2 separate regions of the Mus musculus genome follow, and region 2 is linked to region 1. A link is a contact called in public HiChIP or PLAC-seq data. All regions are on one chromosome and are shown on one strand. The core of a region is the stretch at or near the end of the contact, and the rest is flanking DNA. Distances in the headings are between cores, read along the strand shown.

The links. HiChIP or PLAC-seq counts read pairs in DNA pulled down with a chosen protein or histone mark.
Region 2: an H3K27ac HiChIP or PLAC-seq map of extraembryonic endoderm stem cells shows a contact between it and region 1, with 8 times the contacts expected there. The contact joins two enhancer-like sites. A contact is called at or near these places in 7 of 39 promoter capture datasets (the 3T3-L1 cell line, cranial neural crest, epiblast stem cells and 4 more), 1 of 484 Hi-C or Micro-C datasets (bone marrow-derived macrophages), 6 of 115 datasets of contacts at active chromatin or transcription factors (astrocytes, bone marrow-derived macrophages, extraembryonic endoderm stem cells and 3 more) and 2 of 9 other capture datasets (adipose tissue and liver).

What each region holds. Positions count from the first base shown.
Region 1 is chr15:5,194,421-5,197,882 of GRCm38.p6, forward strand. All of the region lies in intron 2 of Ttc33 (tetratricopeptide repeat domain 33), which reads left to right. Among named protein-coding and RNA genes, the nearest start is that of Ttc33, 11 kb to the left of the region's middle. Within about 2 kb of position 1,736, at least 57 of the 459 cell types and tissues checked have an H3K27ac peak or open chromatin away from gene starts, as enhancers often do. A contact at or near this core is called in extraembryonic endoderm stem cells, where this site is marked.
Region 2 is chr15:6,153,177-6,156,638 of GRCm38.p6, forward strand. No RefSeq gene overlaps it. Among named protein-coding and RNA genes, the nearest start is that of Gm23139, 3.6 kb to the left of the region's middle. Within about 2 kb of position 1,690, at least 16 of the 459 cell types and tissues checked have an H3K27ac peak or open chromatin away from gene starts, as enhancers often do. A contact at or near this core is called in extraembryonic endoderm stem cells, where this site is marked.

The sequences.
Region 1 (3,462 bases), core at 486-2,985:
TAATTATCTCCTGGTGACTGTCTGTGTTGCCCGTTCCTCCCACGAGTCCCTTCTTAGCTTGCTGGCATGCCTGATACCGTGTTGTCCTACCATCTGAACCCCAGCTCTGTCAGTGTCTCTTCGCACCTCCTTGGATGCATAAAAAGCATCAAACTTACCAAGTAGAACATGTGAGTGTTTACCCAGGGATCTGCTGCTTTCCCAGATAAGTGAAAGGCACTGCCATTTCCCTAGTTACTTCAGCCTCAAACCATGAGTCAGCTCGCTGGCTTACTCACCTTCTCGGAGCTGTTCTGCCCCACTTGCTTATAAGTCACTGCCTGTCTGATAGCTCCCTCTGTTTCTGTAGCCATGCAGTTCTGGTTGTTACTATTGTAATAGACTAGTGAGACCCCATTTGTAATGCTGGTAGAAAGGCTCTTACCCCTTGACATTGACCAGATGAGACTTGGTGAAATTCTGGAGCGAGTGGTGAGGGTTAAGGCTGTGTGCAACAAGCTCTGACTTGTGGGAGAACAGCACGTAGGAAAGAGCCTGGGGACCACCCCTCACCCAAGCCCCCGATCATGGTCTGCTTCCGAGACACACTGATTTCATCGCTATCACTGAGAAGTTTCTCATGATAACGGTCCTCTAAGTTCATTTGCATAGCTGTTGGCCGCATCCCATAGGCCTGTATTTTCCTTCTCCCCTTTGCCCCGACCCTGTCTTGTTTACTTGAGATCCCAGTAGGGTTAGCCAGGAAGCTCTCACCTCCGGCTCTGTTGTCCACATAACCACTGGACATCATTTCTAGATGCCTTTCTTTCACTCCTCAGGCCCAGCCCAAGTGGGGTTTCTTATACCATATATACGCTTTTATCCACTCTCAGTTTTCACTGCAGTTATCCTGGTCTTATTGGGAGATACCTTATCCCTGGTTTCTTAAGAAACCTGAATTGGTCTCATTGTATGTGGTTTATATCCTGATAGCTTATTCTGCTCCCTTGACTGGACATCTTTTCGAAATGTAGTCACGTCAGTGTTAATAAAGCTATGAATTCTTCACCACGACTACATTAGATGAACACCTCTAACCCTAGCCTGGTAGGTTTTCTGTGGCCATGATTTGGCCTACTTCTCTAATATAATTACTTCCTTTCTCCTTATACTGTAATCGTACTGGTTTGACTTTCTATGTTCTGAACATGAAGTGCTTAGTCTTGCCTTGGGCTCTTGCCTTTGTCTGCAATGGACTTTCTTCAAATTTTCATGTTTGTCCTGTCTTGTCGTTCAGGTCTCAGGCTATATACATTCCTTGGAAGAATCTCCTGTTTGCCTATCACCCATTTTGAGAAGATACTTGGTCATTACATGTCACATCCCTCTTTAAACCATGGAATTTACATTGGAATCTTTTTCTCATGCCCTTTTCCCCAAAAAGTACTTTAGAAAGTTCTAGAAGAATAGTAGAGACCTTCTTTATCCTCGCCCAGAAAAAGTGACCTATAAATATTTATTAAATATGCCATTAACTAAATAGCTCACTGAATTGTAGTAAATTAGAAATACAGTCGGGAGCAAAGTAACTAAGCATTGTGCCCTTTCGTCTGGTGAGTGAGCATGTTATCAAACTTACTGGGCTTGGTCACCAGCTGTTCTTTGTCTCACTGTTGGGCATTATCTCACCCTGCCCTGTGTAATCCCTGAGCTATTCACCTTGCTTCCTTCCTTGTGCTAGTTTAGTTCCATGTTGTTAAGGCTGCCTTTAAACTGGCTGAATCAGACTTTGGTCATTTATTAACCACAGTGACTTTAAACCAAGTTTTTATCTTTTACTGTTTCCTATCCAACAGCTGTAACAGGGCTGTGTCTTTTCAGTCTGTTCCAGACTGAAGTTGAATTAGGAGATAGACTGCAGGAATTGGGAGAGACCACAGACTGACTTATTGGGTGCCAAGCATCCTGTGAGCCCCAGATGGAGGAACTAAGTGGGGCCATTGTTGAGCGGTGGGAAGGATCAGCTATGAAATGAACAAGGGCGTGAACGAGAGCCAGAGGGGGTGGGGCAGCTCAGGGATCTGTTAGGACTGAAGCTCTTCATTGCTTGCTTCACCTTAACTGTTGGAAAACAGTTCCTTTGCTCTTTAAATGTTTGTATATTTAGGCAAGAAAGGTCTTACCTGGAAGCATTGATTGAATTTTCAAAATAGAAGTGGTGGTGAGAAGCCGTTCTTTTCTTTTTGCTTTACTTTTGTGTTCCATACAAATCTGTAGGTGTGTTTGTACATGTGTGCGTGTCTCTGTGTGTATGCATGCATATCTGCCTAATGCAAAGAGGAAATAGAAAGAGTTATAGTCACTGTCCTGGTGAATTTCCTAGTTTATCTTGTTCTTTGTCTATGGGCAGCTTTGTTGGGTGGTGAGATGGTAAGTCCTCGTCCTTTGCAGCACTGGGGCAGTGACGTTTTGAGCAGTGTAACCTTTTGACAGCTGTTTTCCTCATGGGCTCTTAACATCCCTGACCCCGTGTGGCCCCTGCCACTAATTCCTTAAACACATGTGGTGACAGTTGAAAAAGACCTCTGTGAATTTCCATAAATGATACATGCTGCATTGTAATAACTGCTTCTAGTTTTTTTAGGCAGATAAGAACATGTGAAGTTAAGAGGACATTTGGCTAACACAGTAAACTTGCATCAGTAGCTAGGCCAGGCAGAGACTGGTGACCAAACCATTGCTTGTGTTTGAAAGTAAATGTTTTGTAGTGACAGAGCCATGCTTATCTGCTTCCGTCGTGACTGTGGCTGATGTGTGACACGATGGTAGAGCTAAGTACTTGTGACAGAGGCCATCCTGCTCACAAAGTCTAAAATACTCACTGGATTGGCTAACAACATGCCATCCTTTGCTCTAGAGACCAGAACCCTTCAAGGTAAACATCTCAGAGCTAAGACCTCTCTGCTGTACCTGGAATCTTTGTCCTTCGCCTCTCCTCTCCTCTTTCCCCCCTCCCCCACCCTTCTCTTTTCTCTGTTCTTTCTCTCCCTACTCACAATCTTCTGTCTTAGGAGTTTTATAATACTGGTTACTGAAATGATGAGATGGACTAAAGTAAGAATGGTGACTGCTTCTTGTGTTTCAGGGAAGAGCTTGTTTTTACAATCCCAACACACCACGTGTGTTCCCTCTTAGCATTTCTTCTATGCTTCTCTCTGTTTTCAGAAGTCTTATGGAGCAGGTAGGACAAATGGAGTGGATAGAAACTGTGATATTAGTGTCTTTTAAGTGCTCAGACATTTTCCATTTTCTGTGGGCTTAAAAGAATTAACACACACACACACACACACACACACACACACACTATGGGCCTAAAAGAATTAACACACATACATACAAAAAATCCAAACACCTGCTCAGGCCAGCTGTCATGGCTGTCATGGCATAGTCAGGTAGATTTCTGAGTTCAAGGCCAGCTGGTGT
Region 2 (3,462 bases), core at 440-2,939, 960 kb after region 1:
CAAAGAAAATTTGTATTAGTACACAGACAAACCTATTTATTTATATATTGCCTATGGCTATTTTCATGCTACAAAGGCAGACACAATTAGTCGTGATAGATACTGACTGTCTCACAAAACCTAAAAATCTGTCTGATCCTTCCAAAGAAAGGTCATTAATTACTGACCTAGTAACCTAAAATTGTAAGAACTGTAAAAAGGGTTTGTGGGTTTCCAACTTTTACCCTTCAAGAAATACAAGGTTCTGTTTACCTCAAAATGTCTTTTCCCTCTGAAAAATGTGTGAATCAACAACACTTATTAAATAATTAACATATGTAATTAGTTTGAATCACAATACTTACTTAGATACAATTTGCGAAACACATGAAACTCAAGAATAACAAAGACCAAAGTGTGGACACTTTGCCCCTTCTTAGAATTAGGAACAAAACACCCATGGAAGGAGTTACAGAGACAAAGTTTGAAGCTGAGACGAAAGGATGGACCATCTAGAGACTGCCATACCCAGGGATCCATTCCATAATCAGCCTCCAAACGCTGACACCATTGCATACACTAGCAAGATTTTGCTGAAAGGACCCTGATATAGCTGTCTCGTGTGAGACTATGCAGGGACCTAGCAAACACAGAAGTGGATGCTCACAGTCAGCTATGGGATGGAACACAGGGCCCCCAATGGAGGAGCTAGAGAAAGTACCCAAGGAGCTGGGGGGATCTGCAACCCTATAGGTGGAACAACATTATGAACTAACCAGTACCCCCTGGAGCTCGTGTCTCTAGCTGCATATGTATCAGAAGATGGCCTAGTAGGCCATCACTGGAAAGAGAGGCCCATTGGACACGCAAACTTTATATGCCTCAGTACAGGGGAAACGCCAGGGCCAAGAAGCAGGAGTGGGTGGGTGGGGGAGTGGGTGGGGGAGGGTGTGGGGGACTTTTGGGATAGCAATGGAAATGTAAATGAAATAAATACCTAATTAAAAAAAATTAAAAAAAGAACACACTGAGCTCCTATCATAGCTGTGATGGGTAGTTTTATTCAGACTGTTCATCTTAAGAGAGATACAAAAATTGACCCCAATTAATTGAAAACAAAAGAGGGGCTGACCTGACAGCTCAGTTGGTAAATCGCTTGCTGTGCAAGCACGAGGCCTTAAGTTTGATCCCCAGAACCCATGATAAAAGCCACACATGGCAGAAAACACTATAATCAATACTTAGAAGGCAGCCTAGCATCAAAATCCACAAGGAAAGGGACTAAAGAAGCAATTGGATCAAGCTTTGAGTGTCAACAGTATCTAACATCCATGAGTTCTGGCACCTTTCTACATGTGCCTTCCGGGCTACACCAAAGGTTGAGAACCAAGAGATAATGAATAGGATGACTACCCTAGGCCTCACCAGCCTAAGGACCAGGAAAGACATTCCTCAGAAGACACAGCCATCTTTAAAAGGTCAGGGTAAGTATAAACCTCTTATATGATCAGTTTTAAAATACAGGAAAATATTTTAAAACATTCATGTCAATTCAGGTGGGGTTTTTTTCATACCCAACTTTCCTTCTCTCTCTCTCTAAGTTTCTAAGGCACACTGAAAAGTCCAACTGCAGCATTCTTAATCATTACCAGACAATACATTACAGAGATGTTTGTGTTCTGCAAAGGAATCCCAGCAATTTACTGATACTGCTGCTTCGCTTGTCAACATTGCAATTTCTCCCTAGTTTTACCTCCTTGCTGAGGTCACGGCTGTCAGTGTGGTCCCTTCCGCGTGGTGTGCTGACTCGCAGATCCAACCACTCAAGTTACCAGGAGTATTGCCAGATACTGTGTGATCTCCACGCACAAGCAACTTTGAAAGCATTTTTTTCGTGAAATACGAGTAAGCTTTATACAAGTTGGCATGGGAGCGGGCCACACAGATTTCTTGGCAAAAAAAAAAAAAAGATTTCTGAATCGAACTATTCTACTTCTTGCTTTAAATGCATTAAGGAGTTATTGTTTAGCTGCTTGACTGCTTACTAAGGAGTAACATTGCTAAACATTATCAGGTGATGTTTTTTATGCACCTTTCTATTGAGTCGAGCTTTGTTCTCATTTGCTGAGCAAAAACTTTGTAATTTCATGCAGTCACATTTGTCAACATATAGATGTTCCTTCACCTCGAGCAACTGGAATCCTTTCCATAAACCCTCTCCACTGCTTATACCTTGAGATGCTTCTCCAGTGTGGTCTGCTAACAGGTTCAGAATTTCAGGTCTCCCTATAAGGTGCCGGATCCATTTTTAACATATTTTTGTGCCAAGTGAAAGGCAGGGATCTAGTTTTAGCTTACATGGACCTTCAACTTTCCCAAAATTATTGTTGAGAAGGATTCTGTTTCTACTTTTATTCCATTCTAATCACAGAGAACATACGACTGTTTTCAATTTTCTTCTGATTGCTAAGATTTACTTTATGTTCGTGTGTGTGTGTGTGTGTGTGTGTGTGTGTGTGTGTGTGTGTGTGTGTGTCCTTCTGTTCCTGGGCTAATGAAGCCATCCATTATTTCTTTATTACAGTTAATCTGTGCCTTTATATCCAGTAGCATTTGTTTTATAGTATATAGTCAAAATGCAGTATCCTCATAACTCATTGTTCTCCTAGTATGTAATGACTTTGGTCTCTTCAGACTAGTGTTGAAGTCTCCTTTGTCAGATAGCTATGTAGCTGGATCTGTTTGCTTCCTATTTCTGTTTGCTTGATTACAAGTCCTTTTCCTCCCCTTTAACTCTTAGATTATGTTTGTCTTTGACAGTGAGGTTCATTATTTTCGGACAGGAAATGCTGTGTTCCTGATGTTTAATCCATTCTTCGGACTTTCATTTTTATTGAGACTGGAGACAGTATTCAGTTATTATTTAATGGTATTTATTAGTTCCTGTTTTTTTACTGGTACTTTCCTAATTTTCATTTGCTTATCTATTGTTCTAATCCAGTTTATTAGTTCCTGTAATCTCAAGGATATGTAATTTTTTCAGTATACGATTCTTTTGTATATCTTCTGTAATACTGACTTGCTAATATTAATCAAAATTGAAAGATTTTATTCTCTTTCATTTATGAAGGAGTTGAAAGTTTTGGGTGGAGAGTCATTGTTTCTCAGAGCTTAAAATGAACAGTTACATACCCTGATTGTTCTTAGAGTTTTTATATAAAAATCTGCTGTTGAGATGGGCTTTCCTTTGTATATGACTTGGCATTTCTCACCTGTGGCTTTTAAGACTCTTTCTCTTTTCTACACATACAATATTTTAACTAAAATATAACATAAGGAAATATTTCTGATCTTGTCTATTTAGCATTATAAATATTTCCAGTGTCTAGATAGTCATTACTTTGGCTTGATTCGAGAATTTTCTGATTTTATTGCATAATTTTAATAACTTTAGAATGTGTTTCTTATTTATCTATGTCTATA